Regions from separate parts of the Capsicum annuum genome. Here region 2 is linked to region 1. Evidence: chromatin contacts called from public Hi-C data. All regions are on one chromosome and are shown on one strand. Each heading gives the region's core, a stretch centred on a gene start, on an enhancer-like site or on the middle of the called end of the contact. The rest is flanking DNA. Distances are from core to core; before and after follow the strand shown.

Region 1 (5,559 bases), core at 988-3,487:
CACTACCTCCGAAGAAGTAGAGAGGTCGTATCCGATAGACCCCTGGCTCAAGACAAAGGACAGTAAACAAAGTCGTAATAAAACATGAAACAAGATGGAATATCAGAAATCCAAATAGCTGATTCCTTAAAAGAGAAAATGAACACCAGCTTTTACATCTTATTTCTTCATATCTTGAGCAGAACACCAGCTTTTACATCTTATTTCTTCATATCTTGGGCAGACTCTTCAAATGCTCTTTTCATACATAATAAAACAGTTCTCTTTTATTGATAACTGTGGGTGTCCGTACTAACTTGCAGGCACCTCGACTAATTCCATGCCTGTTACCTCCCACCAGCAACATCCTATCACCTCCCACCAGCAACAGGTACCAAGTAACTCTGTCCCTCAAGGCTATAACATATGGAAAGAAATCTCCTAGTGTTTTGTCTCTGCTGGAATAATTTGAAACTGAGACCTTATGTCTCTCAACCCACTTCCTTGACCACTACACCACACTCGAGCGCATAAAGAAGTTTTTATCGATAAACGAAGGATCTTTTAAGTGCATTTCCAGTTTGTTTTTTTTAGAAAAAAAAAGATCACTCTCATTAAGGCGACAAACAGACATGAGACAACAATTACATTTCATCCTCAATTTTCTTGAAAGACACACACACAAACACAAACACAGAAAACAAAACAAGAAAAAAAAAAAAAAAAACTTGTCTTATGTTTAATGGCCTGGATTGGTGAATGTACCTGAGTAGCTTTCAAGATTTCACAAAAGGGACCTTCTTGGAGCTTCACACAAGCAGTATCATCACATACAGCATTGTTGAACTCATCAATTAAGTGGTGAGGTTGCAATATCCCCTTCCCCTGTGCTACGTATCTTGAAAGAAACAAACACACACACACACACACATAGATAAATCACTAAAACTGGATAAACAAACAAACAAACCAAAAAACAAAAATCAGCAGTATATTAATCCTGAGCTATAAATCACCGAATCATTCGATCAACATAAACTAGACGAGGTCAAGATTTGTAGTAAGCTTATTTTTGCCAAGCTCACATCTTATATACTAGTTGAACCCATTCAAAATAAACCAAAATTAAGCTTTTGATATGTTTTGGCCACAAAAAAAGAATCAGAGTCAGGTGTAAGGCATAATATGATCAATCAATCAAGTAATTAAAAGTGCGATGTCTCGAATGTAGCTAACAAATTACAAGTTCAACATCTAATACGGAGCTTATATACATGAAAAAAAAATCAGTAAGATTTCAAAAAATATAACATCTTGAACTCATAATTCAAAAAAAAGTAAATGATTAAAGTGGAACACAAATCACGTGTTAGATTTCATAACAGTGTCTCAAATAGTTATTATCTGTACAAAAAAAATGACTTTCTGAATAATAATCTAACTCCAAATCATGCTCTATCAAAACCAAGATAATTTAACCAGAGCATGTAAAACAAAGGAAAATAGTTGAATTAAATTATGAGTTGATCTATCATGATCAAAGACAAAACATTTATGTTGTACCTAGAAAGGAGAGCCACTAGTTGATTACGATGAGCAGAGAGAGTATCCTCAACTCTCTCCCTCATGCTAGGTACTCTTGTGAACTTGGGATTAGACATTTTCAACCAACAATTCTAACCAAAAATTAAAATAAAAAAATAAAAAAATACAGAACAGCCTTGTAGAAATGTAAAGATGATATTGTATGAGTTCAATTAGGAGGATGAGACCTTGTAGAAATATATAGAGGTTTCTTAGCAGTATATAAGAGAAAATGGGTACATATTATTATCTGTATTCTGAAATAAATAGTATATTAGTCAGTAGTAGAAAAATGTGTGCAGATTAAAGACACACAACAGAGAAAAAGATGGCGGCTTACTGTCTATACCGTTTCAGACTAAAGGGTGTTTGGTATTGCGGGATGCGGGAGACAAAAGTCACTTCGGATGGGATAATAATATAAAATTAATTTTATCTCATGTATAGTCTAATATATAGTACTATTAACTAATTTTGTAATTATTTGTACTATCAAATTAGTGAGATGAATATTAGTACATACTAAGGGTGAATTTAAATAATTTCATATGATATTTCAATTTATAAAATATCCCTACTTATCTCATTTTTATATAAGAAACTAATAGAACATCAATTAGGAACAGGATACAGGGATTAGTCAGTGGTAACTCAACAACTAATTGTCTAATTCCATCATTTAATACAAATAATGAGATAAATAGTTTAAAAATTAACACTAATTACATGCAGATGTGAAATTACTATTTCATATTAGCAGTGATAGAATCAAAATTTTCTTAAAAAGGATTTAAAATTTTTAATGTACACATACAAATTAATCGAAGGAAATTTAATATTTATTATATATACATAAAAATAGCTTTAATCACACATAATAGGATACTTTCTTCGTTTAAAAAAGAATGAACTATTTTAACTTACATAAAATTTAAGAAAATAAATAAAACTTTTAAATTTTATGGGCTTAAATTAAAGTTGTGTCAAATGTATTAAAATGTTCTTTAATTTTGTGACTTTAAATATGTCACGTAAATAATTGAAATTAAAATATTATTAAAAAAAAATAATTCTTTTTTAAAATAGATTAAAAAAATCGGATCTACGCGCATGCGGACTAAGTGACTCTAGTCATAAACCTCGTCCCATGGGACCCATGCAGCCCATTGTAATACTGCATTAGTGTAAGAATATGATTGTTTGATGCATTCGTGTAAGGATATGATTGTTTGCTCCATCCCACAGGACCCACACTAATAGTTGATAATATTAAATCTTTTAATATAGAAATAAAACTAATTAATTTTTATAAATTTGAAAAATTCAAAGAGGTATTTAAATATGAATAAAATTAATTTAGTTTTATTTGTAAAGAAAAATAAAAGTAACTTTTTTTGAAGTATCCCTAAAAAGAACGAATTATTTTTCTTTTTGTTTTAAAAAGAATGATTTTTTTCTTTTGATAATATTTTAATTTTAACTTTTCATATAATATATTTGAGATCATAAAATTAAAAGACATTTTGATATATTTGATAAAATTTTAATTCAAAATCATAAAATTTAAAAATCTTATCTATTTTTTCTAAATTCCACGCTGAATTAAAAAAAAATTATTTATTTATTTTAAATGGAGGAACATATGATGAAAAAACATGATACGTAAACAAAGAGTAGAAATGTTGGAAGGAAAATGGAGACCCCTCCTACCATGCTAATGCTATCCAATCTAGTATCGGATTCAAAATTAAGAAATCATGAGTGCTCGAAAGATTTGAATACATATATTAATGTATAAAGTTATAAAATTTCGTTTACAAATTAAAGCACTCAATTATTTTCTTAATTTATTAAGTACTTTTTTAATTTTTATACCACATTTGATATCTTTTTATATAATTATATTTAGCTTGTATTGACTTTTATAGGCGTCAAAGTACCAAAACATAGGCTAGAAAAATGATTTACGTCTCTTAGGATTATCCAAATTTATGGGTGCGGATGTGATATGTCGACTCTGTAACCAGTTGAATTATCCAAAAGATTATATTATATTTAATTAGTTATAATAAGTGAAATTAATACTCTGAAGGCTCGTTTGGTACGAGTAGTTTCAAAATTGATTTTAAGATGAATTCATCTCATATTTAATTGAAATAAGATTATCGAATAATTTATTCTATGACTAATTATCTCAATCTTATGAGATTATTTTGATCTTACTTTATGAAATAACAATCCAAGAATAATTAATTTCAAAATAAATTACCTCAAGATAACTTATTTTCTAACGAAACGAGCCCCGAAATAAATATTATGCAATGTCGTATTCATAAGTTAAATTTAATTTTATTTTCACAACGAAGAAATAAATGCATAGATTTTATCTCATGTGGAAACAATTTTAGTTATATGAAATATGAACTTATTGTTATGCAAGTAATTCATCTGTTTTATGTGATAAAATTTTATTAGACACAATTCTTAAGATTCTAATTTGATATTTGTATTCTACCTTAAGTGAAAATACTGAAAATATTAAAGTAAAATAGTTTAGCAAATTTTTAATAATCTATTGAAAATAACCTCATTCTTTATTCATAAAAATTAGAGGAATTTTATGTACATTTGATCCTGATCTCCGGATCTCACCATATAGGATCATACTGGATGGATTGATTGTTGCTATTGGTTTTGAGACTCTGCAGTTTGCATCATGTTATAGAAATTGAAACAATGACAATTGACTGACAAATGTTGATGTACCATTGCCATTTGGCTTCTAGATATTGTTTCATATTTTCTTCCCTTATCTACTGTTCAAACAAATACCACTAGTATTGATTTTCGTGGTTTGAAAGAATTCAATGTGCTGTCGTTGTCTCAGCTCAAAATGGTGGCAAGTGTAACGTGACATGTGTCCATCCCCGAAATTTTAGGCAAATTAAAATACTCTCTCGATTGCCTTTCATAGGACACAAAATTTAAAAAATAAGTAATAATTTTATAAAGTTTATAATATTGTGTTGGATGTATGATCTTACTAGAGGGGATAGAGTTAGGAATGAAACAGTCTGAGAGAAGGTGGGAATGGCTTCCGTGGAGGATAAAATACGGGAAGAAAGGTTGAGATGGTTTGGACATATGATGAGGAGGGATACGGATGCCTCAATCCGCAGGTGTGAGAGGATAATGTTGGAGGGTTTCAGGAGGAGGAGAGGTAGGCTGAAGAAGTACTGGAGGGAAGTGATTAGACATGATATGGAGCAGCTGCAGCTTACCGAGGATATGACCCTAGATAGGAAGGCGTGGAGGTTGCGGATAAGGGTAGAAGGCTAGGATGAGTGCGTGAGTTGTAGCAAGTAGGTAGGAGCCACTAGTCAGGAGGGCCCAGGTGTTCCTGATCTGTGAATGTTTGTTACTACTAGGGGGTGTCGTATTCTGGATGCCCTATCGCTTATCTCTTATTTATTACGCCTATTTATTTTATTTAGTATTGCTCGAATTTATATTTTATTTTATTTTTATTTTAGTATGTCTTATTCTTTTTTATGTTATGTTATCCATCATGCTTCACTACGTTTTAGTTACTATTCACTACCTGGAACCGGGAGTCTATTGGAAATAGCCTCTTTACTTCTTTGAAGGTAGCGGTATGGACTACGTACATTTTATTCTCCTCAAACCTCACTTTGTGGAAATATACTAAATTTGTTGTTGTATAAATAGTTGTCAAATAAAGAAATTTTTTTTTTTTTTGGATAGATAAAAAATAAATGAACATGAACGACACAAAAAATAGACAAAGGGAGAGGGCGTAATATTTTAGTGTTGTGCTAAACAAACTAGACGTGTAGCAGCCATTCTTTCGTTATCCTTAATCCTGAGAGTTTGGATTAATTTGTGTGCTTATGTTGTAAGTTTTTATCATCCATGTAATTAATTTATTTTTGATTTAATAATAATTGAATAAGTTAAATTCTAAATCTGTATAGG
Region 2 (5,436 bases), core at 2,025-4,524, 64 kb before region 1:
AGTAGCCAATAAACCGATTTTTCCTTTAGCGTATTGCATTTGGCAATTGGGACATCTACCAAAGTTTAGGATCACCAAAGATAATTAAAAGGTATGTTACATATGAAAAGTACTTCTGAGATTGTAAAGATGAGCTTAATACATGGACAGAGTTTTCAACTAGCCATCAACTTTTATTTTAGACATGTAAATCACTCTTAACTTATTTCGATTGAGCACCTGAAAAAATTATAAATTTTACCTATTTAAACCAAAAATATCTAATATGAACACTTTATCATATGTTCAGACGCTCAATTTGAATAAGCAGTAGCTCAAATGTCTAAAAGAAATTTGATGACAAGTTTAAAGAGCTACCAATGTATTAAACCTAAAGGATCTGTTCAAACAAAAAATATTTGTAAGTTGGGGTGATTAACTCATTACTTTTGACTGATTTTGGGCGGAAAATATGCAAGAAAGCCACATTTGAATTTTAACTTTGTAATCTAAAGTAAATTTTGAATCACCTTTGCATTACAATAAAAACTTCATCAATGGAGAGAGACACTACTATTATTTTTACCCTATTTATGATGCATGACAATTGACAAGTCTTAAACGAATGAAATTCAATTGAATCACCTTCGTTATTATAGCTCCGTCTCTACCTAGCTCACTCGAAGCAAATTGGGATCGATTATATAGATCCTTATTGAGTAAAGTTATTGTTCACTTGATCAATTTAATCACGTATAGATCCCCAATATTATGAAAGAAATATAATTACCTACGTGATCTACATGTGTGGTTCAAAGAATATTGCATGCCAACTCCAAAGGGATGTAATGCAACATGAAAAAGTATGTAAAGATAGAATTGAATGATGAGTTGAATATAATGGCAAGCACCACATGCCCATGCCCCCCTTATTAGTTGTTACAGATGCACCCCACGAAGGGAATTAATATGCCCTCCTTATTCTTCTCCTATTATTGATATAAATATCTTTTTTACTTTTTTTTCTGGTATTCGATATCACATTGAAATCCAATTAAATTCAGATTCGCGCAAAAAGATTTCATATAACATGCACTCTAATGAAGGTAATTTTGTACCTAACGTAACTCAAACACGATAGCTCTAGTTAAGAATAAAAAAGTATCTACCACTCCACCACGGCTATATTATTGATAGGGATATAGTTAGTGATTAGTTTGTCCATGATGCTAACTTTTCAATCTTGAGGCTATACCCTTTCTTTCAATAGGAACTTTAAATACCAATCTCATGTGCCGGGAAGTGTCATATCGCGGATTAAGCATTCTCTAAAAAAAGTAATGATGTAGTTATCGAAACTCCAACACGATATCTCTAACTAAGAATATCTCTAATAAAAGTAATGATGTAGTTATCGAAACTCCAACACGATATCTCTAACTAAGGTACATATCACTCCGTCACGACTGTATTATTGATAGGAATATATAGTTAGTGATGAGGTTGTCCATGATGCTAACTTTTCAATCTTGAGGCCATACCCTCTCTTTGAATAGTAACTTTGACAAGTTTGCAGGAAAATAAATCCAATGAGAGAAGGAAAAGAGAGAGGATAAAGTAGACTTTTATGAGAAACTGCACATGAAATGGAGCTTTTAGCATGTGTAAAGAGATCAGTATACTCAGAAGAAGCACATGCTCATATGACAAACATGCTTCTAAGTTCTAACTTCTCCTCTGGACCCCTATAGGCCTTATTTTTGCTTTTTCCTGACTACAATTTACATTTTTCATGGCTCTCTTTCCCTTATAGTTTTGTATTAACTAGTTCCTTGTGAGATTAACGTGGTTGTGTTTAACTGGATATGAGATTTAACATTAATTTTTAAAGTTTATGATCTAAGATAAGTAGCAGTAAATACTTGTGCAAGTCGCAAAGCTACTAAATAGTTTATTTGTTTTTTAAACTTGACATAAAATTTAAAAAAAAAAAAAAATTTACACTTGCGGATTAAAATATATTTTTAAATATTTATAAGGCTATAAAATAATTCATTAAATCAAAAAAAAATTCAAAATTAAATTATTTCTAAACTCAAAAAGTAACATTCTTATAAATTAAAATGAAGAGAGTACTCTATTATATCCCCACCCTAGAGGATACATAAAAATTAATACATAATTTAGAAAAGCGCTCTTAAAATAAAAAAGATAGTTACTATTTTAATTTTTTAGATGAAATCTTAAAATATTATTGATGATATATTTGTTTAAACCTCTCAAACACTCATATCCCTATATGTTGGATCTGTCATTGGCCCACCTCCCTACTCCAAGTAGTGGCCTTATTTTAATGTACTGGAACATTGTGGATGATGTTGTTGGTAGTATTTAATAATGGGCACTTCTCAGCCAATCCGCAGCGTCCATTGCGCTGCTTTTCATTCTTCCGCATCTTTTTACCTGTCAGACTATTGACTACTCCTTCCTCTTACAACAAAGGATCATTCCACCACCTCATTAAGGGTTCGTTTGATAGAATGTATAAGAATAATATAAAATATAATATAATAATAATATTTATATTAATTATACTTGTATTAACTATATTTGTATTTTTATTATGTAACGTTTAGTTTAATGTATTAAAAATAATATAAATTATATAATTTCTAAAATATTAAATTTTTTTACATAATACCTTCAATATATATGTTGGAAAGAATGCGAATTTTTTTTTGAGAAGGTAATAGTGTCTTTAAGCATGTTAATGCATACATTAGATCCATTGTATTGCTAATGCCATGAATTTTGAGGTATTAATAATACACACCTCAATAAATAATAGAGTGTATAACTAATGTAAAAAGATATACCAAACAAGGCATTACTAATACACGTTAAATTAATGCATGCATTAACATTCCAATACGCTCTATCAAACGATTCCTAAATATTTTCGGCATAATCCATCGACACATACCTAAAGTTTGCACGATCTTTTACTTTAACAGTTAAATTAGACGTTCTCATTTTTGGTACCTCAACTAGTATCTAAGTGTGTCATTTTAACACTTTTTGTTGAATCAACAAACATATATAATGTGAGTGTATTACACCCGTCGATAACGTGTAAAATGACGAATTATATGATAACATGTGTCATTTTCTCAAAAAAAAAAAAAATTAAATAATTAATTTAAATTAAGAAAAAAATAATTAATACATACCCCCACCCCACCCTAAGGTTATCTTCTCAATACCCCACCCCCAAATTAGTCTTTGCAATACCTCCATCCCAACCCCCCACAGATCATCTTATTCAATACTCCTTGCCCTCTCCCTCTCCCACCCACCCACCCCACCCCACCCCACAAATTCAATCCTCTTCAAAATTATTATGTTGCAATATCGATCCCCCCCACCCTACCCCACCCTAACCGATCCAATTCCGAAATTATTTTCTGCAATACCCCCAAAATTATCCTTAGATAGTGTGCCCATACAGACATACACTTTTTTTTTCTCTTTGTGATGATCCAAGTGTACAAAAATGAATTCTTTAATCAAATTGAGGCAAAATATAGTTGAAAAAATAATTTTTTTAATCAAATTGAGAGATACACACCATAAATTAGCTGAAATCATTATCACCATCATCCATTGATGGAATTAATTTTTTAACCCAAATTCAAATTTTCAAGTAATGATAATTTTTGGCCTATTTCGAAGTGTGTGTGTGAGAATTCCAACAATAATACAAGTGTGTGTGAGAGAGAATTTCATTAGTAATGTGAATTTCACCAGCTGAAATGATCACCATTGCCTTCAAGTAATGCAATTTGGTTGGTTGTCTTGTTACATATGGAGTAATGCAATTTGGTTGATTGACTTTTTTTTAGTGTTGTTCTCGTTTTTATGAGTTTTATGAAGAATTTTTCATGTTTCTCTAACAGAAGGTAAAAAATGGTGAAAAGTTATTGATATTAAGAGTGGGGGGAAAGGAAAAAGAAAGATAAAAAAAATAGTGAAAAGCCATGAGAGAAAGAGTGAGGCAGAAGGAGAAAGAAAGATGAAAAAAATAGAAAAATACCCCTCAGACACGCTCAAAATGTGTGTAGCACACGCGCCATGATGACTCAACAAAAAGTGTCAAAATAACACTTGGCTACTAGTTGAGGTACCAAAAATAAACAACATGTAGTATAGGAGGCAAAGTTAAAGATAGTGCAAATTTTAGGTATTTGTCGATAGGTTCCGCCTCAATTATTTTAGGCCAAACTCATCGATAGGACCTAAAACTTGTTCCGAAAATTCAGTTAGACCCCTAAACTAAGACTTGTACCTATCAGACCCCTAAATCCCTGAATTTTGTTTCAATTGAACATTTTTTACCTACATGACACACTGCGTGTCAAGCACTTGCGGGAGGCGCATGAGAAGTATTTTTTTAACTAAATCTCGAATAAAATGGTGCCAAGTGGCACTGTAAGCCCCCAAAAATTATTAATGAAACAAAATTAAAAGAAACAAAAGAAAAAACTCATTTTTTTCTCCAACTTCATCTTCTTCATTTTTTTTTTCCTTAAACTTAAATTTGTTCATTTGAGCTTCAAGGTTCCATTACAGTAATGCCTTCATCCTTGACAAAAACAATTACGATGGTGAAATTAAAAGTTTCTCATTCAATTGAAAACCCCAAAGTAAACTTGAAGAGTGATATATTTGCCTTTATTTTCATGAAAACCACATGAGTCCGTGGCTGAATTTCTTCAATTCAAAATAAAATAACTTGTGTCCATGACTGAATTCGATTTAAAATCTCTACTGGCAAAAATTCCAAACTCGATGTTTTTGTTGCTGTCCAAATCTTGTTAAAATATTTTGAATTATTAATATAGTGGCTAAAATATTACTTCTTGAAATTTCAATGGTATTTGACAATGAAGAATATAATTTAATTTTTAATTTATTGTCTTAGTCTGATCATCGGAAAAAATGAAGAAAAAAAATAAAAATGAAGTTGTATGTGAAGACAAAGAGGGAAGGGGATGAAGACGACGGGGTGGGGGGTGGGGGTGAAGACAATAACCGTATGTGTGAAGACGATGGGGGTGGGGTGGGGGAGGGTGTGGTAAAGGTGATGTATATGTGTGTGAGGGAAGACGGCGGAGGAGGTGGTGTGGGGTGAAGAAAATGAAAGACGATGGAGGGGGGTGGGGTGGGGTGAAGAAGATGACGATTGGGGGGGGGGGGTGGATTTTAAAAAAAAAAAAAAATAAAAAAAGTATATTAGATAGGGAATTGAGTAGAAAAAAAAAAACAACAATTCTACATATATTTTTTTTGCCACGTATTTTTTTTATCGGACATTTTTGCGATGTCACACGAGTGTAACACACTCTTTATATACATTTCGTTGATTGTGTAAAAAATGCCCAGTCAAAATAAAATTAA

The links. Hi-C and Micro-C count contacts between places; a contact is called where the count stands out from the background.
Region 2: a Hi-C map of placenta shows a contact between it and region 1, with 2.2 times the contacts expected there. The contact joins the enhancer-like site here to the promoter of LOC107864054 in region 1. A contact is called at or near these places in 3 of 5 Hi-C or Micro-C datasets (leaf and placenta).

Annotation. Positions count from the first base shown.
Region 1 is chr3:27,474,009-27,479,567 of UCD10Xv1.1, reverse strand. LOC107864054 (sucrose synthase 2) reads right to left here and starts at 2,237. Exons shown (of 15, transcript XM_016710308.2): 1 at 1,543-2,237; 2 at 745-877. The coding sequence starts at 1,640.
Region 2 is chr3:27,538,694-27,544,129 of UCD10Xv1.1, reverse strand. No RefSeq gene overlaps it. Among protein-coding and RNA genes, the nearest start is that of LOC107864053, 11 kb to the right of the region's middle. Within about 2 kb of position 3,274, at least 5 of the 5 cell types and tissues checked have an H3K27ac peak or open chromatin away from gene starts, as enhancers often do. A contact at or near this core is called in leaf, where this site is marked.